Linked DNA regions of Bos taurus: region 2 is linked to region 1. The links are chromatin contacts, called in public Hi-C maps. All regions are on one chromosome and are shown on one strand. Each heading gives the region's core, a stretch centred on a gene start, on an enhancer-like site or on the middle of the called end of the contact. The rest is flanking DNA. Distances are from core to core; before and after follow the strand shown.

Region 1 (6,604 bases), core at 2,913-5,412:
TAGGATGCAGCAAAGGTGACGGGATGTAAGTGATTATGTGTATGTGATTGCATTTTGCACAGTTGTGATGTCACACAAAATCGCAGAGGAGGAAGCTCTGTGAGTTGACCTTCCACTGAAGCATAGATCAGTTCAGTTCAGTTCAGTTGCTCAGTTGTGCCCGACTCTTTGCGACCCCATGGACTGCAGCACGCCAGGCTTCCCTGTCCATCACCAACTCCCGGAGCCCACTCAAACTCATGTCCATCACGTCGGTGATGCCATCCAACCATCTCATTCTCTGTCGTCCCCTTCTCTTCCCACCTTCAATCTTTCCCATGGAGAAGGAAATAATGACTTGAACCAACCATTTTAGAATTCTGGAACTTGATTGGACACTCATCAAACTGATTAATCAGAGGATCAATTCAGAGGAATGTTTAACAGAGAGAAACTGCTCTTCTTTGGTGAGAGAAACGTGTGTGCTAACCAGCTACCACTTCCTGTTCCTTGGTTCTGGCCCAGCTCTGGGGGCTCATGTTTCTGGAGTGGCTGGTTGGTGGCAGAGTGGACAGTAGGGTTCTTGTTCTCCAAAAATGTGAGGTTGTGCATTTCAGTTGGTCTGCCAATGCTTTGAGGGGCCAATGCAGATACCTGCCTTGGTTTTAACCCTCTCAGCTGCAGCAGCTTCCCCTGGCAGGATCTATGGAGAGATTCAAAGAGACGGAACCTTTATTTATTTTGGAGGAAGCCAAACATTTAAGGAAAGCTTTGTCAGGTCACTTGCTGACCACCAATTTAATAGAACAGAAGCTTCCATGACCATGCATGAGGGACATAAATTTTGCAATAATAGTTGGAAAAGTCACAAATGGATTGTTCCAGCCTCACCAAACAAAACGCAGCAATTCCCGAGGAGCAGAAGAATCAGAGGGCTTCCCAGGTGGCGCTTGTGGTAAAGAACCCACCTGCCAATGCAGGAGATGTGAGAGATGTGGGCTCGATCCCTGGGTCGGGAAGATCACCTGGAGGAGGGCATGAAGGTCCACTTTAGTGTTCTTACCTGGGAAATCCCATGGACAGAGGAGCCTTGTGGGCTACAGTCCATAAGGTTGCAAAGAGTCAGACATGGCTGAAGTGACTTAGCACACACACACATGCAGGAGAATCAGATGTATAGAGTTACTACGATAAAATATTCCTAATGTCTAGTTCTCATCTAAAACTACAGAACATAAAAATAAACAACAAAGTATGTAAACAGCAAAGTATGGCCCATTCACTTTGAAAAAAAAAAATTTGACTCAGTACAACCCTTAGGAAGCCCATACATTGGAACTGACAGCCAAGAACATTAAGTCAATTGTCCCAAATATGCTCAATGAACTAAAGGGAACCATGGACAAAGAACCAAAGGAAATCAGGAAAATGATCTTTGAAGAAAAGGATACCATCAATAAAGAGATGGAAGATATAAATAAGGAGAACTAAACAGAAATTCTGAAGCTGAAAAGTATAATAATGAAAAGATTCACTAGCGTGGTTCTATAGAACCACTCAGCTTTTGTTGACCTGCGTGTTTCCGTCGTGTTTGACTCTGTGACCCTATGACCATAGCCAGCAAGGCTCCCCTGCCATTGGGATTCTCCAGGCGAGAATACTGGAGTGGGTGCCATTTCCTTCTCCAGGGGATCTTCCTGATCCAGAGATTGAGCCTGCTTCTCTCACACTGTCTGCACTGGCAGGCGGGTTCTTTACCACTAGTGCCACCCGGGAAATACCTTAATTTTTCCTTCATTCTTGAAGGAGAGTTGGTGCCATAGCTGACTTGAGCAGGCAAAAAAAAGGATCAATGAGACAATTGAAATTATCCAGTCTGAGGGGCTGCTGCTGCTGCTGCCAAATTGCTTCAGTTGTGTCTGACTCTGTGAGACCCCATAGACGGCAGCCCACCAGGCTCCCCCGTCCCTGGGATTCTCCAGGCAAGAACACTGGAGTGGGCTGCCATTGCCTTCTCCAATGCATGAAAGTGAAAAGTCAAAGTGAAGTCGCTCAGTCATGTCTGACTCCTAGCGACCCCATGGACTGCAGCCTACCAGGCTCCCCCGTCCATGGGATTTTCCAGGCAAGAGTACTGGAGTGGGTTGCCATCGCCTTCTCCAAGTCTGAGGGGCAGAAAGAAAAAAGAATGAGTAAAAATGAGCAGAACTTAAGAGATCTATAGGACACCATCAAACATACTAACATATGCATTATAGGAGTCTGAGAAGGGTAAGAGAGCGAGAAAGAGGCAGGAAAGTATTTGAAAATAAAATGGCTGAAAAATATCTCAAGTCTGAAGAAAGCATGAATATGCATATCCAAGAAGCTCAACAAACCCCCAGTAGGATAAATTCGAAGAGATCCACACCAAGGCATATTGTAGTGAAAGTGTCAAAAGCTAAGGACAAGACCAGATTTTTCAAAGCAGCAAGATCAAAGCAGCACATCACATACCAGCGTCCTCAATGAGATTAACACCTGATTTATCCTCAATAACCATGGAGGCCAGAAGGTAGTGGAATAATCTATATATAGTTCTGAACCAAGGATTCTATATCAGCAAAACTCTCCTTCAAGAATGAAGGAGAAATTAAGGTATTTCCCTGGTGGCGCTAGTGGTAAAGAACCCATCAGCCAGTGCAGATGATGTAAGAGAAGCAGGTTTGATCCCTGGGTCAGGAAGATCCCCTGGAGAAGGAAATGGCACCCACTCCAGTATTCTCGCCTGGAGAATCCCATGGACAGAGGAGCCTTGCTGGCTATGGTCATAGGGTCACAGAGTCAAACACGACTGAAGCATGCAGATCAACAAAAGCTAAGGGAATTTACTCCCAGCAGACCTTCCCGACAAGAAATGCTGAAAGGAGTCCTCCAGGGTGAAATGCAAGGATACGAGAACAAAAAGCCACTGTTGTTCAGTCGCTAAGTCGTGTCTGACTGTCTGCGACCCCATGGACTGCAGCACGCCAGGCTTCCCTGTCCTTCACCATCTCCTGAAGTTCGCTCAAACTCACGTCCATTGATTCAGAGATGCCATCCAACCATCTCATCCTCTGTCATCCCCTTCTCTTCCTGCCCTGATCTTTCCCAGCACCAGGGTCTTTTCCAATGAGTCGGCCCCCCCAACCTGGAAATGGGCGTAAGATGAACTCCTATGGGGGTGGGAGGCGGGGAAGCTGTTCTGGGTGTTGAACCCCTTCTCGGTCTCCCTTTTAAGGACTCAGCTCCTCCATTCTCTCCCATTTACCCTTTCATCATCGTCTCTCACACGGGGATTCTCATCAACAAATGAACACGCTCTAGATGGCTAGCATAAAAAGGATCCCCCCTGGTGCCCTACCCACCTGTGCCCACTGCCTGGCTCGACCTGCTCCCCAGCAAACCTCCTGAGAAGGCGGCCATCATCTCTGCCCACCTTGCTCACCTGCCTGCCTTCCTCCGCCCCCCTCACGAGGCCAGTGGGGACGTCCTGGGAGGAGCAGCCACCCAGGACCTTCACCCCTTCACCCCTTCCTTGCCTGGCCGACAGGGCCGTCCATGGCCTCTTTCTGGGACCCTCTTGGTGGAGGAAGACGCGCTTTTTTTCTCCTCCCCGTGGCCAGGTTGGTCTCCTCCTCCCCTCCCGCCCCTGACCCTAGCGCTAACTATGACCCTAACCCCGGACTGTCTCTGCTCTGAAGGCTGCTGAGTTCTCTCTCCTGTTGGGACCTTCCTGAACTTCAGACTCATACCCCCTGTCCTCCTGACACCGAACAGACCTCTCAGCCTCAGCCTATCCACAGAAGTCTTGGTGGGGTGCCCATCCCACCCCCCAAGTCCTCCCACGAGGAGCTGGGGGGGGTGTCTCTGGTAAGTGTGTGGAAACCGGGGTGCCGTCCTTGGGTGTGAATCGGGCTCTGTTGCCCCCGTCCCGTGACACGGGGAAGTTTCACCAATCCCCCGGGGCCTCAGCATCCCCTCTGTGATGGGGCAGGGGAGGATGATCAGGAGTCAGAATGAAACAAACTAACATATAAAGCTCTGGAAACGACACTGCCAGCATCCCAGGTCATCGAGCCAAAGATACCGGGGTCAACCCGGCTTCTGCTCTGTGCGTGTGGGACGTGTGTAAAGAAACAGTGGCAGTCCCGCTGACTCAGCTTCCAAAACGTGTGCCAAGCTCACGGGCGTCTCTCCGTCTGTGAGCACACCCTGGGCCATCTCCCCCGGGGGCAGAGGAGCAACCTTTCCAGCCGCCAAGCCACCCTCCCCCACCATGGGGTGAACCCAGATGGATTTCACTTAGAGTTAAATCGAACTCTATCCCCCTCCTTTCTCTTCTTCTAACTTTTTATCACAGAAACTGCCAGACATACAGACACAGACAAGTAGGATGACCAGTGACAAGCCCACCAACCATCGTCTGTGTTCAGCACCTTGATGATGTGGCCCCGCTGACACACCACCACACTCCCCTCCTGCACCCCAGACAGCACGGCACCTCATCTGTAAGAAGCACTACACTCAACAAAGTAATTTTTTTTCTACCTACACTGTGCTGGTTTGTGGGAATTAAGTTCCCCACCAAGGACTGAACCAGGGCTGTGTCAGTAAAAGTGCCAAGTCCTAACCTCTGGGTCACTAGGGAATTCCCAACAAAGTAACTTTTGGGATTCTGGACATCCCCCAAGTTGGATGACGTTATTCCTCAGCTGAAAACCCTCCTGGGACCCTACCTCCTCACCCTGGCCTTGACCCTGACCTGTCTGTCCCCTCCCTCCTCCGGCTGGCCAGTCTGTTCCCTGTCCTGGGGCTTTGCGTTCACGGTCTCTCTGCCTGGGTCCCCCATTTCCCTTGCTTTTCATGAATGCCTCCCGCTGGCCACCTGTGTTCTCAGTTCCCTTGTTTGGATTTTTGTCCTAATGGCAGTGAGAAGTCAGTGGCGGGGTTTAAGCAGGAGCACATGGTGATCAGGCTTCTGTGTGGAGGATGTTGTGGGTGGGGGAGCAGGCCGCCGGGATCTGAGATGATTCAGTGAGATGAAAGCTGGAAGCCATGCCAGCCTGAGACATAGTGAGTGCTCAAAAAATACCAGCTATCGTCAGTACCTGCTGGATAAACCTCGGCCTCCCTTTTAAAGTAGAGTTGCAGGAATAAAAAGTGTCTGAGTGTGAATTGTCTGCCCCAAGTAACCCAGCTGGTGGGGCTACGGGACAGAAGCCCCGGGGCCCGAGTGTGAGTTTACTGCATGTTCCTGAACCCTGGCCTGGCTTCGTCCCGCGGGGAGACAGTTACAGGCACATATGATGCAATTTCACCAAGAGCATTGCGTCTACCACAAGGGAGATCCGGTCTAGCAGTGAGTGGGCGAGTCCTTCCAGTGTGGGGTGACCGGGAAGGCGTCCCCAGTGCCAGGCTGGAGGGATTCCCCCACCCCCAGTGAGGCTGGGAGGGAGGTGGGTGCAGTCTGGCGGAGGGGGACCCAGTGCCTCCGGCCAGGGCCAGCACCCAGGGTGAAGGAGGACGGCTCGGCCACCAGGGGGAGCCCGGGGACTTCGCCGGTTTGCGGACTCCGGGCTCCGCCAAGAGGAACGCGACAGCCGCCGCGTGGTGGCCGGTATTCGCAGACGAACAGACCAACCCAGAGTGAACCCTGTCCCTCCACTGCTTGGAGGGTGAGCAGCGGCCTTGGGCAAGCCACTCGGCCTTCATGTGCCTCACTTTCCGCACTGTGACGAGGAGAAATCGCTTTCGGGGGCCAAGCCCCGAATTTGACACATCTCACCTTGACCTTCCGGCACCTCATCCATGGAACCAGGAGCCTGCTCCTCCCCGAAGCAGCCACGGTCCCTGCCGCTGGAGCAAAGAGCCAGGGAAGAGGCTCCGAGCCCCTCTGTCAGGCAGCCCCCCGCCCCAGCATCCCCAGTGGGTCGGGCACCCCATGTGTCTCCTCTTTCCTTCTCACGATCACCCTTCAGATCTCAGGCTGGGGGGTCAGTGTGTGGCAGCTGCACCCCTGAACCCCAGTTGGCTGGCAAACAGCGGGCGCTGAATAGGTCTGAAGGGACTTTCCGCCTGGCCTCCTGCAGGCAGGTGGCCTCTGGGCAGGGGACAGTCTGGGCTCAGACGCGCAGCCCCTAGAGCGGAAGGCCTGCGTGCAGGCGCCCGTGTGCTCTCCCTCTCCTGCGAGGCTTCCTGAGACTCGCCCCTCCCCTCAGGCTCTGCTGGGGGCCAGGACCCCCTGGAAGGTTTGCTCTGGCCTGGAAGGCCCAGCCTGGCAGTTTGGTCTTCATCCCGGGAAAGACTTGGCAGGGACAGCTGTGATCAGATTTGTATTTTGAGGGTGCCCTGGCTGCAGGGTGGAGGACAGCTGGGGAGAAGCGGGCAGGTGGCAGTGGGCCCCCAGGTAGGGCAGGAGGTAGGACTCAGGCCGGGAGAGGCCCGCTCACAGGAAAGCTCGGATGGCCAGCTGGACTCAAGGGTGAAGCCCGGGCATCCAGCTCAGGTAAGTGGCGATGCTGTTGGCTTTAGGAAGAACCCTGGGGGCCACTCATGTTCCTGGGGGCCACTGCTGAGCTTGGCCTTGCATGTTAAGGGTTTGCAG
Region 2 (6,604 bases), core at 1,340-3,839, 38 kb after region 1:
TAGCACTTTAACAGCATCATTTTTAGGATTTGAAATAGCTCAGCTGGAATTCCATCACCTCCACTCTCTTTGTTCATAGTGATGCTTCCTAAGGCCCAGTTGACTTGGCATTCCAGGATGTCTGGCTCTAGGTGGGTGATCACACCATCTGGGTCATTACGATCTCTTCTGTATAGTTCTTCTGTGTATTCTTGCCACCTCTTGTTAATATCTTCTGCTTCTCTTAGGTCCATACCATTTCTGTTCTTTATTGTGCCCATCTTTGCATGAAATGTTCCCTTGGTATCTCTAATTTTCCTGAAGAGGTCTCTAGTCTTTCCTATTATATTGTTTTCCTGTATTTCTTTGTATTAATCACTTAGGAAGGCTTTCTTATCTCTCCTTGTTATTCTTCGGAACTCTGCATTCAGATGGGTATAACTTTCCTTTTCTCCTTTGCCTTTTGCCTCTCTTCTTTTCTCAGCTATTTGTAACCCCCTCTCAGACAACCATTTTTCCCTTTTGCATTTATTTTTTCTTGGGGATGATCACAGCCTCCTGTACAATGTTGCAAACCTCCATCCACAGTTCTTCAAGCACTCTGTCTATCAGATCTAATCCCTTGAATCTATTTGTCACTTCTACTGTATAATCTGGCGTGCTGTGATTCATGGGGTCGCAAAGAGTCAGATACGACTGAGCCACTGAACTGAACTGAACTGTATAATCATAAGGGATTTGACTTAGGTCATACCTGAATGGTCTAGTGGTTTTCCCTGCTTTCTTCAATTTAAGTCTGAATTTTTCAATAAGGAGTTCACGATCTGAGCCACAGTCAGCTTCTGGTCTTGTTTTTGCTGACTATATAGAGCTTCTCCATCTTCGGCTGCAAAGAATATAATCAATCTGATTTCGGTATTGACCATCCGGTGATGTCCATATGTAGAGTCTTCTCTTGTGTTGTTGGAAGAGGGTGTTTGCTATGACCAGTGTGTTCTCTTGGCAAAACTCTGTTAGCCATTGCCCTGCTTCATTTTGTACTCCACGGTCAAACCTGTCTACTGCCTGACTTCCTACTTTTGCATTCCAGTTCCCTATTATGAAAAATACATCTTTTTTTGGTGTTAGTTCTAGAATATGAACTAGAACCTGTGCCTTGAGAGCAAGCTTTTCTGTCTGCTGCCTGGTTTTCTTAATTCCCAGCTCCACCAAGTGGGTCAGCTCCTGTTATCCCCACTGGCACAGATGAGGAAACTGAGGTCTCCACGGGTTCCACAACTTGCCCAAGGTCATGAGTAGGGTCGAACTTGTTCCCTGATCCACGGGCTGGCAGGTCGTCGCCCAGGCACCTCGGTGTTGACAAGCGCTTTCCTTTGAATCCCTGAGCACCTGGAGAGCCTGGCATGGCAGGATGCTGCTGCCCTCTCGTGGCCATTAGGATCTCTGCAGGCCTGAGCTAGGAGCCCCTGGAGCCGGGTTGGGCCTGAACCCCTGACTCTGGAGGCCCTCAGTCTTTTCCTTGCTCCCCTCACTCCCCCAACCCCCCAGGGCCCGGGAGAGATGCTGCAGTGAAAAAGTGAAAAAGGAAAATGAGTTTTTCTTTTCTTTCCTAAGAACAAAGAAGAAGGAACAGTGAGCAGGCCTGATCACTGCTAGCTTTTACTTGGGTGTGTGCCCAATGGCTCAGTTGTGTCCGACTCTTTGTGACCCCGTGGACTGTAGCCCGCCAGGCTCCTCTGTCCATGGGACTCTCCAGGCAAGTATACTGGAGTGGGTTCCACGCCTCCTCCAACTATCCTTTGACTCCATGCTAATTACAACTTTACAGAACTCTCTTTGCAGACCCTCCCTTGTAGTTTTTCTCTTTTTGCCTTATAGAAAGAAGGCCTCAGCACAAAAGACAATAATGCACCCAACTACCCAACTGCCTGACCCCATTACTGGGCTACCTGACACCAGCCTGTGACCGCTTTTGAAAGAGCGCTAGAGGAAGGATGCAACATCCTGAAACCTCTGTTCCTCATCACCAACCCCTGACTGTGAGCCTGCATCTATATAATCCCCCCAGATTCCTCGTGGAAAAGGGGCACCGTTCTTAAGGCACAAACCTCCTGTGCTCTCCCTTCTGCCACCTGAGGATCACAGCCACCTTTCTATTTCTTCCAAACTGTCTCCATGGTTTTTTTTTCCTTACTTGGTTTTTGTGGGCACAAAGAAAGCCAAGGTTTTGGTAGCATCAGAGAGGAGAAATAACAAAAGCCTGCAGCTCCATCCTTTATTCCCTGAGGGATCTCAGTCAAGTCACCTAACCAGCCAGGCCTCAGTTTTCGCATCTATAGAATGGGCATAATCCCTCTTCAGGTAGGAGGATTTCTTGAGCAGGCAGGTGCTCCTGGAGAACCAGACCCTGGACTGGGGAAGACTCACCGGTAGCCCCCTCGTCACCCCCCTCACCCCACCCCCACCCCAGAGAAAGCAGCGGGCAGCCCGCGGAGGGTACACCACGTCCTTGCCGGGAGTAAACACTCTCGGTGCAAAGTCTGCAGCGTTTGTTGACTGGGCGGTGGGGGCTGCTCATCAAAGGCGGCCCAGCGCCCTGCGGGCCATTGCGGGCGGTGAGCTTTGGTCGGAGGCTCGTTGATAAGCAGGGAGGACGTGTGATCCCGGCCCGGGAGGGGCTCGGGCAGGAGGCGCCTCCCCCGCGGTCCGCTCCCGGAGCACCGGCTGCCCCGGTGCTGCCCAGGGACAAGGCCGACAGGCCGGCTCTGCCTCGCCGCCGCCTGAGGGAGGGTCTGTGTCCTCGCTGAGCCCAGCGCCCCCGCACGGGTCTCTCCAGGCTCAGCACCAGCCCCGGGTATCCAGGGGATCTGCGCGGGGAGGGGGTGGGGGTGTAGGTAGGTGCGGGGGCGGGGCGGGGAGGGAGATAACCCTCGGCCACTCCCCCCAGAGCCTGGGGGCTGGTGCTGCTTCTAAGACCCCAGGGGCAGAAGGCGGGGCCTTCAGGGAACCCAGGATTCAAGAACCCTTCCAGGCACCCTCCTCCACCGCGGAGGCGGAAGGTGGCTTCCTTCTAGAATCTGCGATCACAGCTTCTGGGGACCGCCAGATCCCCGCCCCGCAAGTCTGAGCGTCAGGTACGCTCCTGCACAAAGTCCCCCCTCCCCGCCCCCCGTCCCTGGCCGTGAGGAGCTCGCAAGATACCCCGCCTGGGTTCTCCACCGGGCAGTCCACCTGCCTACAGGCCACCTCCCCCTTCCACTCTTCCACACCCCACAAGACAGCCGCTCTTGGCCCCCGGCCGGGGTCACTGTTCCCTGCACACACCAGCCTCCCATGGGAGCGCCAGCCCCTGTGGGTACCTGTCCCAGCCGACTCTGTGAAGGCTCAGCCCACCTTGCCACCCGGCTCTGACGGCCCCTGTCTCCCCCAGAGAAAGGGGACCCTCAGGCCTACAGACACCCATTGGGAGACCCGAAGACCGCAGGGCCAGGAGGACTGCGACCGGCTGGGAGGAGCTGTGCCCGACCTGGGGGAGGGCAGAGAGGCGGCAGGGAGAACCATCAGGGGCACTGGGGAGCCGGAGAGGGTTTGTGTGAAGGGAGGGCCCTGCCAGGTGGGCATTTAAGGGCCATCATGCTGGCCACACTGACGGGCAGGCCACAGTGGGGAGAGCAGCGAAGAGAAGAAAGAGAGGTCGCTCAGTTGTGGCCGACTCTGTGACCCCACGGACAGTAGCCCGCCTGGCTCCTCAGCCCATGGGATTCTCCAGGCAAGAATACTGGAGTGGGTTGCCGTTTCCTCCTCCAGGGGATCTCCCCAACTCAGGGATGGAACCTGCAGACAGACTCTTTAATGTCTGAGCCACCAGGGGCTCCTGCAGCAAAGAGGGCTGTACGTAATACAGGGCAGCTTGTGAGCAGGACAGCATGTGACAGTCTGGGAGGGGGAAGGGGCTCGAGGGAGGGAGGCTGGGAGGGGGCGTTGGAGACCTGCAGAACCCTCACCAAGACGGATGCAGCAGCAATGGCCTGTGCAGCTGGCGATTGAAGGTCATCGCAGGGGCAGGACTGAATGAGCAGGTGGTGAGGCCAGGGGCAGCGAGTGTGGACCGTTGGCTGGAAGGGCTTGGCAGCTGAGCGGACAGACAGGAAGGCATGGCGGGGGATGGTGAGGTTTCGCTGCCCTTTCTTAAGAAGGGAGAATCTTGCTGGTGTTTGCAAACTGAGCGGCATGAGCTGGCCTGTGGCCAGACCTGAGGGGTCCCTGCAGGGGGCCAGGACCTGGGTAAGGGGAGGTGGTCGCTGCAAGGAGGGGGTTAGCCTGGCAGGGGCAGAGCCTGGAGGCTGGGTCCCCATCCCGGCCTGGCCACCGTCCAGCTGCCTGACCTCCCGCAAGTACTGACCTCTCTCTCCAGTCCTCAGGGGGGCAGTTAAGATGGGACTTCCTGCCTCCATTCTGACGCTGGTGCGTGCTCAGTCATTCAGTCGTATCTGATTCTTTGTGACCCCGTGGACTGTAGTCCACCAGGCTCCTCTGTCGTGGGATTTTCTTGGCAAGAATACTGGAGTGGGTTGCCATGCCTCCAGGGGATCTTCCCAACTCAGGGATCGAACCCGTGTCTCCTGCATTGCAGGCAGATTCTTTACCAGAAGCCCATTCTGTCTGATACTGAAGGTCTAAAACAGAACAGTAAGTACCCTCTCAGCCAGGGCGCCAAGCTCCGGAGGGGCCCACTCTGCCCCTCCAGCTTGCCCATGCCCCACAGGAGATCCGTGGGGACCCCTGGGAACCCCTGGTGACCCCCACCCCCCACCTCGCTCCAGCACAGGGCCCAATCCAGGCAGAATGGGCACCTCTCCCAGACCTCACCTCCTGCCGCAGACCCTCCCAGACCTCACCTCCTGCCGCAGACCTCGCCCTGGGGCGAAAGTCCAGAGAGGTCCTGGGCTGGGTCTCCGGACACCTGGCTCCAACACAGAAGGGCCCCAAAGGTTCCACCTGGCACTCTTACCTGCTGTTTCGACTGCGTATTTGTCCAGCCAACAAATAAAGAGGGAACTCACACTCTTTATTCCACATCTGTGGGCTGATTTATAACATTATTTTTTTATGGTTACCACCCATAATTTTATTATCTCGGTTCAAAACTCGCTAAGGTTTTGCCACATTTGCCAAAAACAAAAATATCAAAAGTATGTCACAGACAGTATGATGTGTCTCCATTAAACAGTTTGGAAGAGGTCTAAGAACATTCTCTCACATAAACAGAAGAGTTTTGTTTCCTCTTAAAAAAACACTCATAATTCTTAATATCATCAGAGTTATTTTTACAAGCATGAAATGATCCATCAGGATCTCTCTGTTGTCTCTTTTTATCCAAAATATCCCTTCACTTAAAAAAAAAAATGGCACGGATGTGTTGACAGTGACTTATAATTTTAAGCGGCAGGCATGGAACTGGGCCTGCCTTGGACCTGTGTCCTGGCACCCCACGTGCCTGGGGTGAGGGTCCCACAGAGGGAAACCTGATTCCACCAACCCAAGGGCGACCGACTGGCTCCTGTTGGCCTTGACTCGCCCAGTTTTAGCTCTGAAAGCTCTGCATCCTGAGGACCTCTCAGTTACAGGCAAACCGAGCTGGTTGATCACCCCAGTTAGTTCCCGGCCCACCTTGAGAGTAGGAGAGAGTGCCTTTCATCCTGAGACCAGCAAGAGGGGCTTCAAGGACCCAGGCGAACAGGCGTCTCCTGCTGCTGGCTCCACGCTGGATGCATTAAAGGCCAAGGTCATCCCTGTTGCTGCCCAGCTGGCTGTGGAACTGGACCGGTGGCTGTGTTTTCCGGATGACTGGGCAAAGGTGTGCGCCCTGGTGGGTCAGGAACCATCCAAGAAGTACCTAAGGCCCAGCAGAGAGCCTGAAAGAGAGAGATATGCACTCGGAATCCCCCAATCCTGGAGGGTCCCAGTCCCCTCCCGCCCTCCCTCCCGGAGGAGGACGGCAGAGGCCCAGCTGGCCTCCCCCGCTGTGGTTCCACTGCTGCTCGAAGCCTAGTGGAGCTGGAGGAGGGGAGAAGCCGTGACTGGGAATAAACCTTCGTTTTGATCATTAAACCAGAACTGGAGTTGTAATTCCTAAGCGGACACGGCCCTGGGACTAGAAGGGACCGGAGGATTTACTGCCCATGAGAGCGACCGGAGAGGTGTGGCAGCTGCCCAGGGGTCCATCCAGCTGCTGGGGAAGGTCTCCGCCTCACCCCGATCTCCTGTGTGTTTAGCTAAGGGCCCGTGGTGGATGTGGCTCTCAACAGAGGCCAGGTGTGTGCGAGCTACTTTGTGATTCCAAACAGCTCCTCAAGGTCAAAGATGAATGGCCGCCCCGGGCCCCATGGACACGTGTCTGCGCCCGTCCCAGTTTCTGGCGGCAGCCACACGGCGCCCTTCCCCTCCACTCGGCGTCCTCCCTGGCTCCGGGGAGCTGCCGTCTCCCGGTGCTCCTCACCTCTGAGCTTGGAGGGCCCCAAACGCTCAGCCCCTGAACCTTCTTCTTCATAACTGCTCCTCCAGGATCACAGGCTCAGATACTGAAGATTCCCATGTTTCTAAGCCCAGCCAGCCCTCCTCCCTA

Evidence for each region. A called contact is a pair of places that touch in the nucleus more often than the background predicts.
Region 2: a contact with region 1 is called in a Hi-C map of liver, with 2.4 times the contacts expected there. The contact joins two enhancer-like sites. A contact is called at or near these places in 4 of 11 Hi-C or Micro-C datasets (blastocyst, liver, skeletal muscle and 1 more).

What each region holds. Positions count from the first base shown.
Region 1 is chr29:45,750,814-45,757,417 of ARS-UCD2.0, forward strand. No RefSeq gene overlaps it. Among named protein-coding and RNA genes, the nearest start is that of C29H11orf24, 15 kb to the right of the region's middle. Within about 2 kb of position 4,163, at least 6 of the 102 cell types and tissues checked have an H3K27ac peak or open chromatin away from gene starts, as enhancers often do. A contact at or near this core is called in liver, where this site is marked.
Region 2 is chr29:45,790,197-45,796,800 of ARS-UCD2.0, forward strand. It overlaps LOC112444893 (a long non-coding RNA gene), which reads right to left and starts at 6,566. Exons shown (of 4, transcript XR_009493376.1): 1 at 6,479-6,566; 2 at 5,650-5,894; 3 at 4,382-4,655; 4 at 1-4,111. Within about 2 kb of position 2,590, at least 20 of the 102 cell types and tissues checked have an H3K27ac peak or open chromatin away from gene starts, as enhancers often do. A contact at or near this core is called in liver, where this site is marked.